3 separate regions of the Mus musculus genome follow, and regions 2 and 3 are each linked to region 1. Evidence: chromatin contacts called from public HiChIP or PLAC-seq and promoter capture Hi-C data. All regions are on one chromosome and are shown on one strand. Each heading gives the region's core, a stretch centred on a gene start, on an enhancer-like site or on the middle of the called end of the contact. The rest is flanking DNA. Distances are from core to core; before and after follow the strand shown. Region 1 holds the start of Kcnd3os (potassium voltage-gated channel, Shal-related family, member 3, opposite strand). Region 2 holds the start of Tmigd3 (transmembrane and immunoglobulin domain containing 3). Region 3 overlaps Gm40118 (a long non-coding RNA gene).

Region 1 (4,689 bases), core at 650-3,149:
TGTACAATAATCCAGGGCAGTCTTTTTTCAAGAAGGCCCATGCAAGTACCAGATCATCTCCGGAGATTCAGAACCTATCGTTCAGGTTTAGAGTGCCAAGAAAATAGCAATTACCCCTTTACTGCTTTCTGTGCACATGTGCATATGTGCATACATGGACATACATGTACACACCTCGGTTTGGAAGAGGACTATCGTCTATCAGACAACAACCTCAAGTCCATACCAGCCACGCCCACCCAACAACCCTGCAGGGATGACCTGGCTTAAACAGGACTTTTACAGGTTCCTGCTGCAACACTCACCCCTAACAGCACCAGTGCCTCTCAGAGCTGGCCTGGGTATGAACCCTGCAACAGGCGCTATAGTGCGGCCCCATTTCCAGCCAATGGCACCGCATACGCCTCCCATACCACGGCTTTACTAGGACATGGGTGCTTTACAAATGAAAACTCTGAAGCTATTTTTGTTTGTGGCAAAAGAGTTTGACAGTAGGAAAGATTTGGCTGTGGGGTGAGGTAGGGATGCAGGAGGGAGAGAGATTAAAACCAGGTAAATGCAGAAATGACAAACATGAAAAAATCCTGAAAAAGAAAAAGAGAACACTTTCTCCTGCTGTAAAAAGTCAGCTGCCTGCTAAGCAACGTCTATTTTAGAAGCAGAGGGTCAAAAAAAAAAAAAAAAAAAAAGGCAGACCTCCTGTCCTGGGGGGTTGACACTTCCATTTCACCTGAACAGACACAAAGCAGAAAAACAAACAAAAAAAAAAAAGTCACATCACCAAGATCTGCCCTTCAATGACCTCGGAGGAGAGTCCTCAGAAATCAGAGCTGGTCTGGGGAACTGTTTCACGCCCCCAGGGAGTCTGTCCCGTGTCTGCGGGATTTTGTTGGGTATGAAATGAGCATGGGGGCCATGCTGGAGATCCCGTGGGGCACAGGCCTGGGACCTGCAGATCCTCTTCTTTACAGTGCCTCTCCTAGCTCCTAGGATGGCCAGTGCAGTTTCCCCAAACTCTTTCTCCAGCCTCCTCAACGGCAAAAGGAAGCCGCTGTTAATCGTTCTTCCTCTGGAGGTCCCTTGTGTACTTACGTCTTATAGCATTCAAGACGCAACATGGAAAAAAAATAAACACATCAGCTCCTTTCAGTGGGCCGGTATGTGTCCACATGGGGAAATGTACACACGCTTTGCATTGAATGAATGCCCAGAATCCCCCTTCCCCCCGCTTTCCGAGATTAAACCTTCAGGTTCCCTGGAAGTAACAGTAAATAAGGCATCGATTCAAGCATCACCTACATTCATGCATGACCACCCTGTAAAACCTGATTACTGATTGCATTGTGCCGCCTATCACCCCGTGAAAGTTCAGAGGCTCCGTCAAATACACGGAGACTTTCTTTGCCTTGATTTCAGGTCTGGAACCTCTCAGCCTGTTGCTGACTTATCAAGGCTGCCCGGGATAAAAGGAGAACAACGTGGGCTGAATTAAATGCCAGCACTAAGAAAGCACAGGAATCTAGTTGATTTCCAGGTAACTTCTCTGCCCATCCCTAGTGTAAACACTCTGTTAAAACAAATTTGAACCCCCTTCCCTATGGTCTCTCGGGACACTTATGGGACCTTTCCCGGGAAAGAAAAGATGTGCCAGGCAGGACGAGCTGGACCAGCCTCATCCTCTAACAGGCAAACACAGGCTCGCCTGGCTGGAGAACTTTGCAAAGCGCCCCAAACGGCTCCCAGCTTCCACTCTCAGCCATTTCTCTTCTCAGCTCACAAAGAGCGGGGACGGAGCAAACCGTCGCCACCTGCAGCCAGGTCCCGGGGCGCTGCTCCTGGCGCCCGGCGAGGGAAGGCAGGCCAATGGCAAGAGGGCAGAGGTTCACACCCCCACCCCCAAACCTCTCGGCGCCCCAGTGCCCGGAGGTGGCTCTGCAGCCCAGGGAACCGACGCCCCCAGGCCGGCTGCTTGCTCCCCCACGGCCCGGCCCCACCCCCAATCCTTCCGGCGCCCCAGCGCCCACCCACCCGGGCGCGGGAGTGGGAGGGTGCCGCGTGGGCAGCGGGAGCAACAGGCGTGGGAGCAGCGCTCCTCGCACTTGCTGTCTCTGGGAGGCTCGGTCGTTTCCCTCTTACCTTCGCCGAAGCCAGCCCCAGGCCCCGCGCCCCGCGCGCGCGAGGAAGCTGAGGCCAGGGGCCGCCGAGGCGCAGAGCGCCCAGCAGCGCGGGGAAGCGCCCAGCAGCCGCCGCTCGGGCGGCTCCTCCTCGCCGGCGAAGTCTCGCTCGTCCCTCCTTCACTCGGTCGGTTCGTGCGTCGGTCCGTCCGTGGGGCCGTTCCTCCCCCGCTGCCGCCGCCGCCGCCGCCGCCACCGCCACCGCCGCTCCAGCCCGGGCTTGGCAGCGTGTCCCCTCCCCGCCTAGCCGCTCCGCTCTCGGGCTCGTGAGCTCCGGTTCGCTCGTTCCCTGCCCCCGCCGCCGCTGATGCCGGGCAGAGCGGAGCCGGGCCGGCCACGGGCTGCCTCTCCCGAGGAGGCGGTGGGGGCGCGGCGCGGGCGGGGCGGAGAGGAGAGTCCGGGGGAGGCGGCGAGGCTGCGCCCTCCGCTCCCCACCGATCCCCACGGGCCGAGCGGCCCCAGGCCGGGCCCGAGAGAGCAGAGCGGCCAGGCTGCGGAGGGAGCGAGGAGGAGGACCCGGGAGCCTAGCCGCCGGAGGGTGCCCAGGGCGAGGGCGTGCGAGGGGGAGTGACTCTGCGCGAGGGTGTGTGTGTGTGTGTGTGTGTGTGTGTGTGTGTGTGTAGGGCGCGCGCGTGAGTGGGGGGGCTGCAGCGGGGGGGGGGAGGCGGGGAGACTAGGCAGAGCCTGGTGCGTCTCCCCAGGAGAGTGGAGGAATCCTAGGGTGTGCCTGGAGGTGGTAGTGGAGTGTGCGGACGCGAGTGTGAGCGCGTGTGCCGGCGAGGGTGGGCATGGGGCGAGCGTGGCAAGGTGAGCTTGGCTTGGGGGTGGGGGAGGAGCCGGGCGTGCGGCGTGATCGTGAGTTCGGGGGCGTGTGTGGCTGGGGACTTAGGAAGAGGTGGTAGGGAGCGCTGGCGTGTATGCGCGTGGGGTGTGTACACTTAACTGGCTGTCTGTTTCCCATTCACTGTCCACGCGGTAGAGCAACTAACTCCTCTCCTTGGTCACCTAGTGAGGTGCAGCTGGTCGCCGCGCAAGCTTACAGGCTGACCCTGAACAGTCAGGTGTGTTTGCCAAAGCTGGGAAGATCCCACGGAAGACAAACTGCCTTTATCTCCGCGTAAGAGCCACTGTCGTTCAGGAGTGACCTCTGACACATGGCCAGAAGGTCAGGATTCGCTCCAATACCCCACCACGAATACCCAGAATTAAGACTGGGGATTTAGGAACTCTCATTTCTCTATCTTTCCAAAGCGGGCCCAGGCCCTGGATCCTTTCCAGAGCCCAGAGTTATCTATTGCTTAGTACTCGGACCCAGCGTGAGGAGTGGGACAACCACGGGAGCATAGGATCCAGCTGAGAGTCCCAGGACCATCGCGGCAGCAGAGTAGAGCCCAGTCCTGGCTGCTAAGCCAAACCGTGGCCGGCTTTCCCTGTGTCTCCGGCCTGGGTGCTGGGACTCCCGAGCCTGGAGATCGCGAAGCAAGCAGCTTCGTGCCTCTGCCCGGACCGGAACGCCTTGGCTTGAGAGATGGCAGCTCTGAGTATGGAAAGGTGTGTGCTGAAACACAAAAGCAGAGGAAAGAGAAATGTGCGGAGAGGGTGAAGGCGTGAGTCAAGAATAGGGTTTCTGGTTTGTGGCAAACCGATCCTGTTCCAGAAGTGCAAGTCGAGGAGTAGTTATTGAGGTCTCAGCTACTCTGGGCCTCCAGTACTTCTGAGCTTCTTTTTCATAGGCTCACTTACCCTAACCAAAGCTCCTTTAAGTTTGTCAGTATGAAAGGTGTACAATTGGCCCTTCAAGAGGTGGGTGTGGACCCCATTAACATTTGCCCAGAGTCCAAGAACCCCGTGAGATTTGCATACTCATTTGCATACAGTACTAATGATTAACAACACTGCCACTCCCTGGCCAACCCTGGAAGAATTCAGGGAAGGCCCTGGCGAGGATTCTCCCTCCCTCCTCTATTTGGGAGAGGTTTTTGTTGTTGTTGCTACTGCTAGTGGTGGTGGGGTTTTGTTTTGTTTTTTTGTTTTTTAAATCTCAGTTGAATTGACTCCTGAGAGAAGGTTCTCTGTCTCTGAGAAGCCTGGTCCCAGTAGTGACATTTTCCTTTGATCTAACACCTTCTGTCCAGTTTTGGAGCAGTGAAAATATAATATCTTATTTCTGTCGAAGTTTGAATTTCCTGTACGGCATTGCCATTGTTCAGCAACATAAAGGTACTTCCAGGATCGAGCCCCCCAAACTGTCAGGGAGGGAACACCACTAGACTCTTGGAGTGGTCTACTAATGTGACAGCTTGTGGTCTCTGGGACTTTGTAAGCCATTTGTGGAGACAGGACACTCACACCCTGCCCCACATCCTCCAATCCCGATCCTCAGATGCTCATACTTGGCAATCTAAGTGCAGTGCCTGTGAACTGCTCTCTCTCTCTCTTTCTCTCTCTCTCTCTCTCTCTCTCTCTCTTTTTTTTTTTTTTTTTGTCTCCAGTATCTCAAGAAAAGTAAGGGAGA
Region 2 (4,689 bases), core at 1,482-3,981, 420 kb before region 1:
AGGTGATGAATAGTTAGGAACTATACCCAGAAGTATAGTCATGGCTCTCCTGAATTCAGGAGGCATGAAACTTAGGTAACACCCCATTCACTGTAAATCAGTCCAGCATTTTGGCTGTAAGTAATGGATTTGGGAGCCAGACTCAATGATCTAGCAACTTTGTGACTTTACTCTTCTGTGCCTCAGTTTCTCCATTTTTTAAAATTTGGAATTATTTTTTTATTTTGTTTTTTTTTTATTAGGTATTTATTTCATTTACATTTCCAGTGCTATCCCAAAAGTCCCCAACCCGCTCCCCTACCCACTCCCCCACCCACCCACTCCCACTTCTTGGCCCTGGCATTCCCCTGTGAGTTTCTCCATTTTTAAGGTGTTGATGATAATAACACAGAGTCACACTGAGTATTATATGAATTCAATTCATTAAGTACCTTTAACAGTACCTGGCAGAGTCAAAACCAAATAAATGCCCATTTTATTATCACTGTGGTTAAATGCCTCTACTAACTCTCACCTCTAATCCTATTGTCTTTTGTAACAACTTGCTTAAGATTTACTGTTTAGAAATCATGCATGCACACATACACAAGCATGAACACATGGAGGAGTGCAGGGGAAAGAGGAAGGGAAGGGGGAAGGGAGGGAGGGAAGGAGAAATACTTAGAGGCTTGGTGGGGAGAAAATTTATCACTTTAGAAATTGTTCCCAACGAAAGGGTCAGGGCCATTTCAAGAATCATCTGATTAAGTCTGCGAGCAGTAGGCACAGAAATCCCTCTGGACTTCAAAAATCAGATGGGCATCTAGTCAAGTCATTCCTGTAGGGGGAGCTTACAAATTTAAACTGACATAGCAAAAGGAACCAAGCAGTCCAGGAATTCCATCATCTAAAATGGTTGTTGGGGGCAGGGCAAATGCTTAAAAGCAGGACAAAATGCTTAATGGCTTCTTGATCTACTGAATATCTTTATTATCTGATCTGATTGCTCTGTCACTTCCTGAAGCTGCGTGCTAACAGGGCTGAGACTCTCATTCATGAGCAGTGCATCTCCTGCTTCCTAGAGCTTATACCAGGGTGGATGAGAAGTATTCGTGTCCTCTAGAACAGAAGGAGAACCAAGGGGAAGTCCAAAAGGTGCTGGCTGTTGGACTCTGGAAAGCCAGTGGCCTGCTCCAGCCTCTGGCCATACAACAGCTTCATTGTATGAGGACAAAAAAACTTAACTGAGGCTTGCCTGCAAGCATATTTGAACTTGGACCTCTGGAGCAAGGGCTGGCAGCCAGTTTCCATGCCCAGACACGCCCCCTCCTCTCCTTCATTCTCTTCTCCATCTTTGCAAGAGCATTTAGTTCCATTTAAGTCCGGGAGACCTGGCAAAAACAACACTTGAAACGCCACTTCCATTTATGGCAATGGGATCCTCTATGCCAAGGAGACACAGCTTGTCAGCTCCCGAGTTCTTTAGACTCCGTGCTTCGAGCATCTGTCTTCTTTGCTTACACCAGCAAAAGGGCTAGACTTTTTTTTTTTTTTTGTCTTGTATATCTGCTTATTTATTTATTTTTTTAGGAGAATGACTTATCAGCAAAGGAACAGCATTCCAGATTCCTAAGACTACAGTGATCTTAGCCAGGCACACTGAGGTGAGGATACCAAAGCAGCATCTAAGAAGGTAGTCCCCCACTCTACCCCAGCCCCCAGCCCCAGATAAGCCATACTCTTGTCCTCCCTTTTTACTAGGTGTTAGCTTTATTAACATTTGCTATTCCGTGAATGCAACTAAGTCCTGAACTCAGGAAAGAAGAACGTTTTTTATCCTGCACAGTCGACAGAGGCTGGTTAATCTCTTGGTCTTTGAAGCCACGTCATCCCACACACCCTTCAGCCTGTCATTCCTTTTTGTCACTGGGGTCTGAATTCTTAGGGTGAGGTCATGTTTCAATTCTAACCTGTGGTTAGTTTTGGTGAGTTTGACACAAACCTCAACGTATCTGGGAAGAAAGAATTACAACTGAGGAACTGCCTCCATCACATTGGCTTGTGGGCATGTCTATGGGGGCATTTTCTCGATGAATGATTGATGTGGGAGGGCCCAGACCACTGTGGGTGGTGCCACTCCTGAGCAGGTGATCGTGGTTGTATAAGGAGTAGGCTCCTTACAGGATTCCTCTGTGGTGTCCCTGGGATTGAACTCAAGTCCTCAGGCTTGGCAGCAAGTACCTATACCTGCTGAGCCATCTAGTTAGGTCCTATTTTACCATAATTCTCCCCTTTCTCTCCCCTACCCCCGAACCCAATCTCTCTGACAAGCCCAAGATGGGGGGATTTGAACTCATGATTCTGCCTTGGCCATCAAGTGCTGGGATTACAGACATATAACATGACAGACACCAGTTCCACTCATTCTTGGTAAAGTTAAACTAATCCCTCTAGGTCTAGGATCAGGAGTCACCTACTCACTTTAAAAGTCTTATTATCCAATGTCGGGATAATATCGTCTCCTAACTCTGATCATTCACTTCCAGTCCAAGACTGATTGAAGGGCCGTAAGCATCTTTGCTTATCTGCTCTGCTTACCTGGATTCTCAGCGTTTTGAGCACGAGGATCATACTTTGCTCACCAGTGTTAATGTTAGCACATTAACCTAATACAGAGCTCTCCACATGTGCTTGATGAAGTCTAGCTGAGCACCTGAAGGCAAGCTGACACCCAGGCATCCTCCGGTGATGCGGGCTGCTATGTCAGCAGCAATTATGACACAGGTGCTTGTCTGTGATCAATTATGATCACAGAGCAGGCTTTTAAAGGGGAAACTTCTCTCTGGGAGAAATCAAAGCCATGTTTGCCAAAAAGTCCATGTAGCACCGTGAAGCCTCTTACAGCAAACTGTCAGAGAACTCTAGGCCTTTTGTGATGACTTGGAAAATTTTAGAAAGAAGGCAATTTAAACTTACAGTGTCTAAAAGAGCAATTTCAAGAAAATCAGTTTTATTTCACCACAACTAAGGAAGACATGTCTGATTTGGAATTCACAAATCTTAATAATAATAATTTTTTTAAAAACTGGCATAATAAGGGATACGAGCCACGTGGGGTCCATGACAACCAGGGTGAAAATAGGAGTGATCTTTATGACTTATTCAAGGTAATTCCTCTAACCACATACCCTTACTACTATTAAAGTCTTATCATTTTCTTTAAATGCCTGAATATTAAAGTGTTCTTAAATTCTTTAATTTAAAAAGAAACCTTCAGACAACTTCTTTGTTAGTTCATGTGACATTTCCACAATTAAAAAAAAAAAGAATGACTGGAGCCAAAAATTAAGCATGCCTGGTTGATACTGCTAATTAAAAATTCACTTCTTGGGCTGGGGATGCAGCTCCATTGGTAGAGTGCCTAGCATGCATGGAGCACTGGATTTGATCTTAGTACCGCATGCACTACATGTAGTAATACAGCCTATGATTGCAATGCTTAGGAGGTAGAAGAAGGAAGAACAAAAGTTCAAGGTCATCCTTCGTGGGACAGTGGACCATGCTAGGAAGCTTGGTAAGACAGAGCAGGTCTGAGAGTCTAGCACTTGGGTACACACCAGAGATGGTAGGCACCTCCCTGCTCCCTGCCAGATTCCTACCCTGGAACACGTGCCCACACTCCCCATGCTGGTCAAGTAGCCCAAAACAGAGTTCACCGTGCTAATGAGATACCTTGAGGCCCCGAGGGTTTAGCCAATAAGCTCTCCTTCCTGGACATTCCTCCTGCAAAAGAAACTTAATCTCTGGCCCACCTTGAGAAGTTGATACACATCCATCTCCCATGATGAACAGTCAATACATAGTATGGATAAACATGGACTGTCTCTTCCATTGAAACCATAGGAGCAGGAGCATGGAGAAGGCCTTCACCTACAGAGCTGCAGCCTAAGTCTCCCGTAGAAGGCCTCTCTGTGCTTCCAGACAACCATTGCTACCTTCACTGATGAGCTAAACCTGAGTCGCCCATTTCCCCTGCCTAGGTTCATCATCGAATTCATCCTCAGCACACGGGCCTCCATGCCCTCATCTTGGGGCCATGGACTCCCATCCTTCGTTTCTGACTCTTCTGTGCAACACCCCAGTGCTGACTGGGTGCCCAAGAGTCAGGGAACCCCAACTTTGGCCCCCTCCATCTTAGACTATGTCTTCCCACCCCCTGAGCAGTGTTTGGATGCTTCCCTAAAGCTCAGCACTGGATAGTGGTGACACAGGGAGACAGTTAAACACTCCCCACATGTTGCCTCCTCAGCAGCTGTGCCCAACACCTCAACTCCAACAGTGGGTGAATCACGGACCCACAATCCTTGGCTAAAGAGAACATTGAAGGTCATCATGAGATTCATAACTCTCCTGTCCTTTTCATATATATATGTATATGTATATGTATATGTATATGTATATGTATATGTATATGTATATGTATATGATGTATATGTGTATGTGTATGTGTATGTGTATGTGTATGTGTATGTGTATGTATATGTATATGTATATGTATATCTATGTATACACACACATGTATATATATATATGTATATATATATATATGCATGCACTTTTTGCCTTTAAATATATCCAAGAACTCTTGTCTAGAATACATAGACTTGAGGTCAGTCCTCAGCTGAAAACCAACCCCCACCCCAACCCCCC
Region 3 (4,689 bases), core at 1,238-3,737, 340 kb after region 1:
GGAGCCTCCCAGAGCCAAAGACCTGTGACTGGAAAAGCAATTTGCTTTTCAATGCATTTTCTCCTCCCAACCAGGGACAGAGACTTGGTGCTAGCTGCTGCTGAAGGCTTTTGGGTTAGACACAAACACTAATGGAATGACAGCTGGCAGAAGGCAAACAGCACTGTCATGCCAGGTGACTCTTGGGGGAGTTTGGCTGGATGGCCCCAGAAGGCCTGCCAGAAACCCATGTGAGGACATTCAGTGCAGCCTCACAAACCAGGGCATGACTTCTCTCACGCGTCCCAAAGCAGGCACCTGCTGACATGCTCACGTGACGTGGCTCACATGACCACAGGAAGACTCAGAGTGGGACAAGGTTTTAAATGATCTGTTACTCCATAGTTTTGTTTGGTTTGTGAGACAGGGTCTCTAGTAGCCTTAACTGGCCTCTCCAGTGATGATCTTGAACTCCTGGTCCCCCTGTCTCTACTTGCACTTCCACACGTGCTGAGATTACAGCATGTGCCACCATGTCCTGGTCCTCCTGTCTCTGCACTTCCACACGTGCTGAGATTACAGCATGTGCCACAGTGCTTGGGTTTTATGGTGTGCTGGGGACTGAACTCAAGGCTTGCTGCTTACTGGTCAGCACTCTATCAACTGAACCACAACCCCAGCCCTGCAGCCCAACTGTGAACAGCTGAAACTACTGTCCGTTTCCAGAATAAACTAGGAACCAGCTCTATACCAAAATGTCATTATGCCCCCTAGATTCCCAGGGGTTGGAGGACACGTGGACACCCAGAGGTTGTCTGCCCCTCCCTCTCACCCTGGAAAAGCATAACTCCAGCTGAAGGATGCAGGGAAGCTAAGTGTCTCCCTCCTCCCTTTCTTTCTAGATTTCCTTTCTTTCAAGATTTTAACTTCTCAGCTGTTACTTCTTCCTTCATCCCCTTCTTTCTCTTCCTTTTACTAAGTCCCTTTCCTTTGCTGATCAAGCTGAACTCAGAAACTGTAAAGTAAAAAGGGCTCTAGCTGGGGTCTTAGTGTGGAAGATGCAAGCTGTGAATGTTCAGAGGAAGGTAGGAGAAGTGGCTTGTTCGGAACTGGGGCTGCGTATCCATAGATAGAAACGTGCACAAAACAGAAGTCCAAGAACCTCTTAGTAAGTATATGGAACCTCTGGGCACTTTAGTTCCAGATGCCAACAGGCAAAGGGCAGAGAAAAGAGTCTCCATCCCCAGGTGTGCTGGAGCATGCTTCAGCTCTGATTCCTAATGGCCTTCAGAAGCCACTTGCAAAGCTCTTACAGTGTTACCTCCATTACATGCACTCCTTTAGATCCACTTACCCTGCCTTTTCCCCATCTTCCTTTTCTGATAGCCTCTCCCTACTGGTCTGAGAGTTCCTTTGCTCACTGGAAAGGAGTAACTCTCAAACTCAGGAAGATCAAATGCCATAGATAGACTTGCTGGTGAAGGAGCCAGAGCCATAGGGAATCCTAGCTGAGTTGGGCAGGGAGTCCTTTTCTCAGCTCTGGTGAAGGGAGTATACCTAGGATCTGATGGCAAGGCTGCAAGGTATGATGCTTCTAAGTCAGAGAGTTTGAGTTATGGCTCTAATACTCACAAGCTATGGGATCCTGGCAAGTTCCTCTAGCTACCTAGATCTCAGCCTCTTAATCTCTCAGAACAAAAATCATACCTATCTCAGAGTTTTGAAGATTAAAAAGAGTTTATGCAGATAAAATATCTGGACCAGAACTGGTGACCAAGGTAAGCCAGGCCCCTTTCCTTCTCTCTTTCTTCTGTGAGTCAGTAGTGTCATCCTATAGGTAGCATCCTTAGAGAAAGGGTCCAGGAGACTGATCCATCCGTATTACACTCCACTGTCTGCCCACATCCTAGGACATCAGTATCTGCAGTGATTCCACATAGGGGCCTGGGGAGGTAGCTCTGGCAATGACACACTTGCTGAAAAAGCCTGAGGCCCTGAATTCAAATCCCCAGGACTCATCTCAAAAAGCAAGGTATGGCAGTGTCTGCCAATCATCCCAACATAGGGAAACAGAGAGAGGAGGATTCCCCAGAGCCTGCTGGGCAGCCAAACTAGCCGAAAAGAGTAAGCTCCAGCTTCAGTGAGAGACTGTCACAAATAATTAAATGGAGAGCAATGGAGGAAGGTCCATGATATTGACCTCTGATTTATAGACACATGTGTACACACAAACACACACACACACACACACACACACACACACACACACGTCAACCAGGATAAACAGTGAAAGCACCCCTGTGTGAAGGGAACAGAGTTCTGAGGGGTTCACACGATCAACCAAGTCTCTCAGGGCCTGCTGACAACTGGTTCAATTCCATTCCCCTTTTCTTTAGCCCTAAAATGCTCACCCTGTGAGCAGAGGATACAGATAGCCTCAGGCCCATCAGATGTACCCCCACTGTGCCGCATGCTGCCATCTAGTGTCTGTTCTGATATAGGCCTGCTGCTTTGTGCATGAGGGACCAGCCAATCAGAACTCTTCCTGGAAGTGAGCCTGGCTCTACAAAGGAGTGCTTAGTCAGACCACTGCATATGGTCCAGAGCTCTCCCTTGGTCCTTTCCATCCTAGAAAAGGTTGGAGAACTATATAAAGCCTGGAAAGAAGTCCCCAGCTGTGCTCTCAGAAGGTTTTGTAGAATAAAAGCTATAATAATAACCAGTAACACTAGTGTAGCTCTTTGAAGTGTCTGAGGAATTTTTATCTGTTTAAACTCTGTCAAAAGTAGGCTAAATGCTACAAAGAATGACCCCAAAATTTCAGCAGCCTAACAGAATCAAAGTGTTTCTGTTTTCATCACAGTTGAAGGCAGATGGAGGTGAGCCTGGCAGGAAGGAAAATCTGTCACAGAGGCAGAGGGCCAAGGCTCCTTTCGTGTGCCTCTGTCAACACCTAGAGCCGGAGTACTTACCTTCCAGTCCTCAGGTAGGGAATGCAATAGTATGGAGGGCCACAAGAGAGGTCTCTGTGTATCAGACCTGGGAATGAAAATATCCATTCTGCCCAGTGATATGATTAGTCATAGGCTTACCCGATTCCGAAGGAGGCTGGTGCTGAGAAGGGAAGGAGCCAGGATGTGGAAAGTGAGTAACTGCGCTATCCTTGCTCTAACACCGTGAGACAACAATACTTTCCTCCAGAGCAAGAAACTGGATCTGAGAAGAATGGATGTGCCCCATATACCAGTCAATAAATGGCCTTGAATGTGTATCTCTTTCCATGCCTTATCTCATGAAGGACTTTTCCTTCCATAGGTACAAGCTGTTGAGCAACTTATAGAGTCTTAAACATAGCCTGGTTGTCTGTGCTGTATCTTTTCTGCCCTGCCTCCAAGTATTCAAAAGCTGCTCATGGGATACTGCATTTCTTGCCCTGGGGAGAAAACAAGGTCCTCTATTTCTAAGAGTTCACAGTCTGATGACAGAAACATAAACCGCTATAACTTGGCTTGATTAGACATCAGCAGGTCTCTGCAAAATGCTTTGAGAACACACGTGAGCAGGAAACTGATTTTGTCAGAGAGTCAGAGAAAGTTACATGGAGCAGGCCAGGCCTGCCCTGCCCTGAACTGTGAGTCAAAAATAGCTGGGTAGGGGAGAAGGAGGAGGCATGGAGGGCCAGAAAGCAGCATTTGCCCAGACATAGACATGAAAAAGAATGGGCAAGTCCTTGACAGGAAACAGGGAACAAACCTAGAAAGCTGCAGAAGCCCCTGCCTACCCCCTGCCTCACCCCTGGGAGAATGGAAGATGCTGAAGACTATCATTGACTGGGGAGAGTTCCAGGGCATTATGCTGCAAGTCTGAAAGGCTGGGAGGCCACAGCTGTGGTATCATTAGCCATCACTTGTGCAATAGGATGTCTAAAGTCTCTACAGACCATCACTGCTGGTCTTCACTATGCCGTTGAGGGAAGCAGATGTTACAGACATTTACTCAGCAGGCAACTGCAGGATCAGAACTTACCCTGGGTCCTATACTCCAAAGGCCATAGAGTAGAGAGCTAATTCTGAGAGTGAGCATCTCAGTGCAGCACCCCAGTCTAAGGGATGAGGACTCTCCCCTGATTCTGGATGCAGACCTACCTACCCCTTCCTCAATCATCAATAGTTCCTCTACAGCATCTTTGTACATCACACATTCCTTCCCAACTCTGCTTCTTGGTGTATTTCTGCTCCTTCTTTCATGGTATTCCTTAAGCCTTGTAGGGGGTTGATGTAGATGTCCCACATAGGTCTGGGCACTCAGGAATCACTTCATCTCAGCACTTTGACTGGTTTTTTAGTCTCTGCTTTAACTTCTGCCCACTACAGAAGCTGACAGCAGCACTAATCTACAGGTATAAACATAAATATTAAGAAGATAATTTAACATGTCCATTTATCAAAACAACAGTTGTAGGTTCCCAACTTCAGGCCTATGACCTCTAGAGACATCGGCTTTTGCCCAGCTTACATTGCCAAGAAAGAGTTCTTTTCGTGGAGTAGGCCTCTAATCCAATCAGAAAGTGGTTGGTTGTCCCCATTACCTTCATACCACTATTGTATTGGGCACATTTTGCCTGGCAAATCAGTTCCACACACAGGATTTACTGCTGGGTAACACCACCGGTGACGTCCCCTTACCCCAGCAGCCTGCATAGCACTTTCT

What was found. Promoter capture Hi-C pulls out the DNA fragments that hold promoters and counts their contacts. HiChIP or PLAC-seq counts read pairs in DNA pulled down with a chosen protein or histone mark.
Region 2: a contact with region 1 is called in a promoter capture Hi-C map of second pharyngeal arch cranial neural crest. The contact joins the promoter of Tmigd3 here to the promoter of Kcnd3os in region 1. A contact is called at or near these places in 4 of 39 promoter capture datasets (cranial neural crest, embryonic stem cells, frontonasal cranial neural crest and 1 more) and 1 of 9 other capture datasets (pancreatic islet).
Region 3: an H3K4me3 HiChIP or PLAC-seq map of embryonic forebrain shows a contact between it and region 1, with 5 times the contacts expected there. The contact joins the enhancer-like site here to the promoter of Kcnd3os in region 1. A contact is called at or near these places in 13 of 39 promoter capture datasets (the 3T3-L1 cell line, the HPC-7 cell line, cranial neural crest and 7 more), 5 of 484 Hi-C or Micro-C datasets (the AtT-20 cell line, cerebral cortex, nephron progenitors and 2 more), 12 of 115 datasets of contacts at active chromatin or transcription factors (SST interneurons, embryonic forebrain, embryonic hindbrain and 5 more) and 1 of 9 other capture datasets (adipose tissue).

The regions. Positions count from the first base shown.
Region 1 is chr3:105,450,165-105,454,853 of GRCm38.p6, reverse strand. It overlaps Kcnd3os (potassium voltage-gated channel, Shal-related family, member 3, opposite strand), which reads left to right and starts at 1,899. Exons shown (of 4, transcript NR_040759.1): 1 at 1,899-2,301; 2 at 3,184-3,339; 3 at 3,426-3,725. Kcnd3 (potassium voltage-gated channel, Shal-related family, member 3) reads right to left here and starts at 2,964. Exons shown (of 8, transcript NM_019931.2): 1 at 2,137-2,964.
Region 2 is chr3:105,868,900-105,873,588 of GRCm38.p6, reverse strand. It overlaps Tmigd3 (transmembrane and immunoglobulin domain containing 3), which reads right to left and starts at 2,731. Exons shown (of 7, transcript NM_027025.4): 1 at 2,578-2,731.
Region 3 is chr3:105,112,274-105,116,962 of GRCm38.p6, reverse strand. All of the region lies in intron 1 of Gm40118 (a long non-coding RNA gene), which reads right to left. Among named protein-coding and RNA genes, the nearest start is that of Gm40118, 7.2 kb to the right of the region's middle. Within about 2 kb of position 2,487, at least 14 of the 459 cell types and tissues checked have an H3K27ac peak or open chromatin away from gene starts, as enhancers often do. A contact at or near this core is called in stem cell-derived neural stem cells, where this site is marked.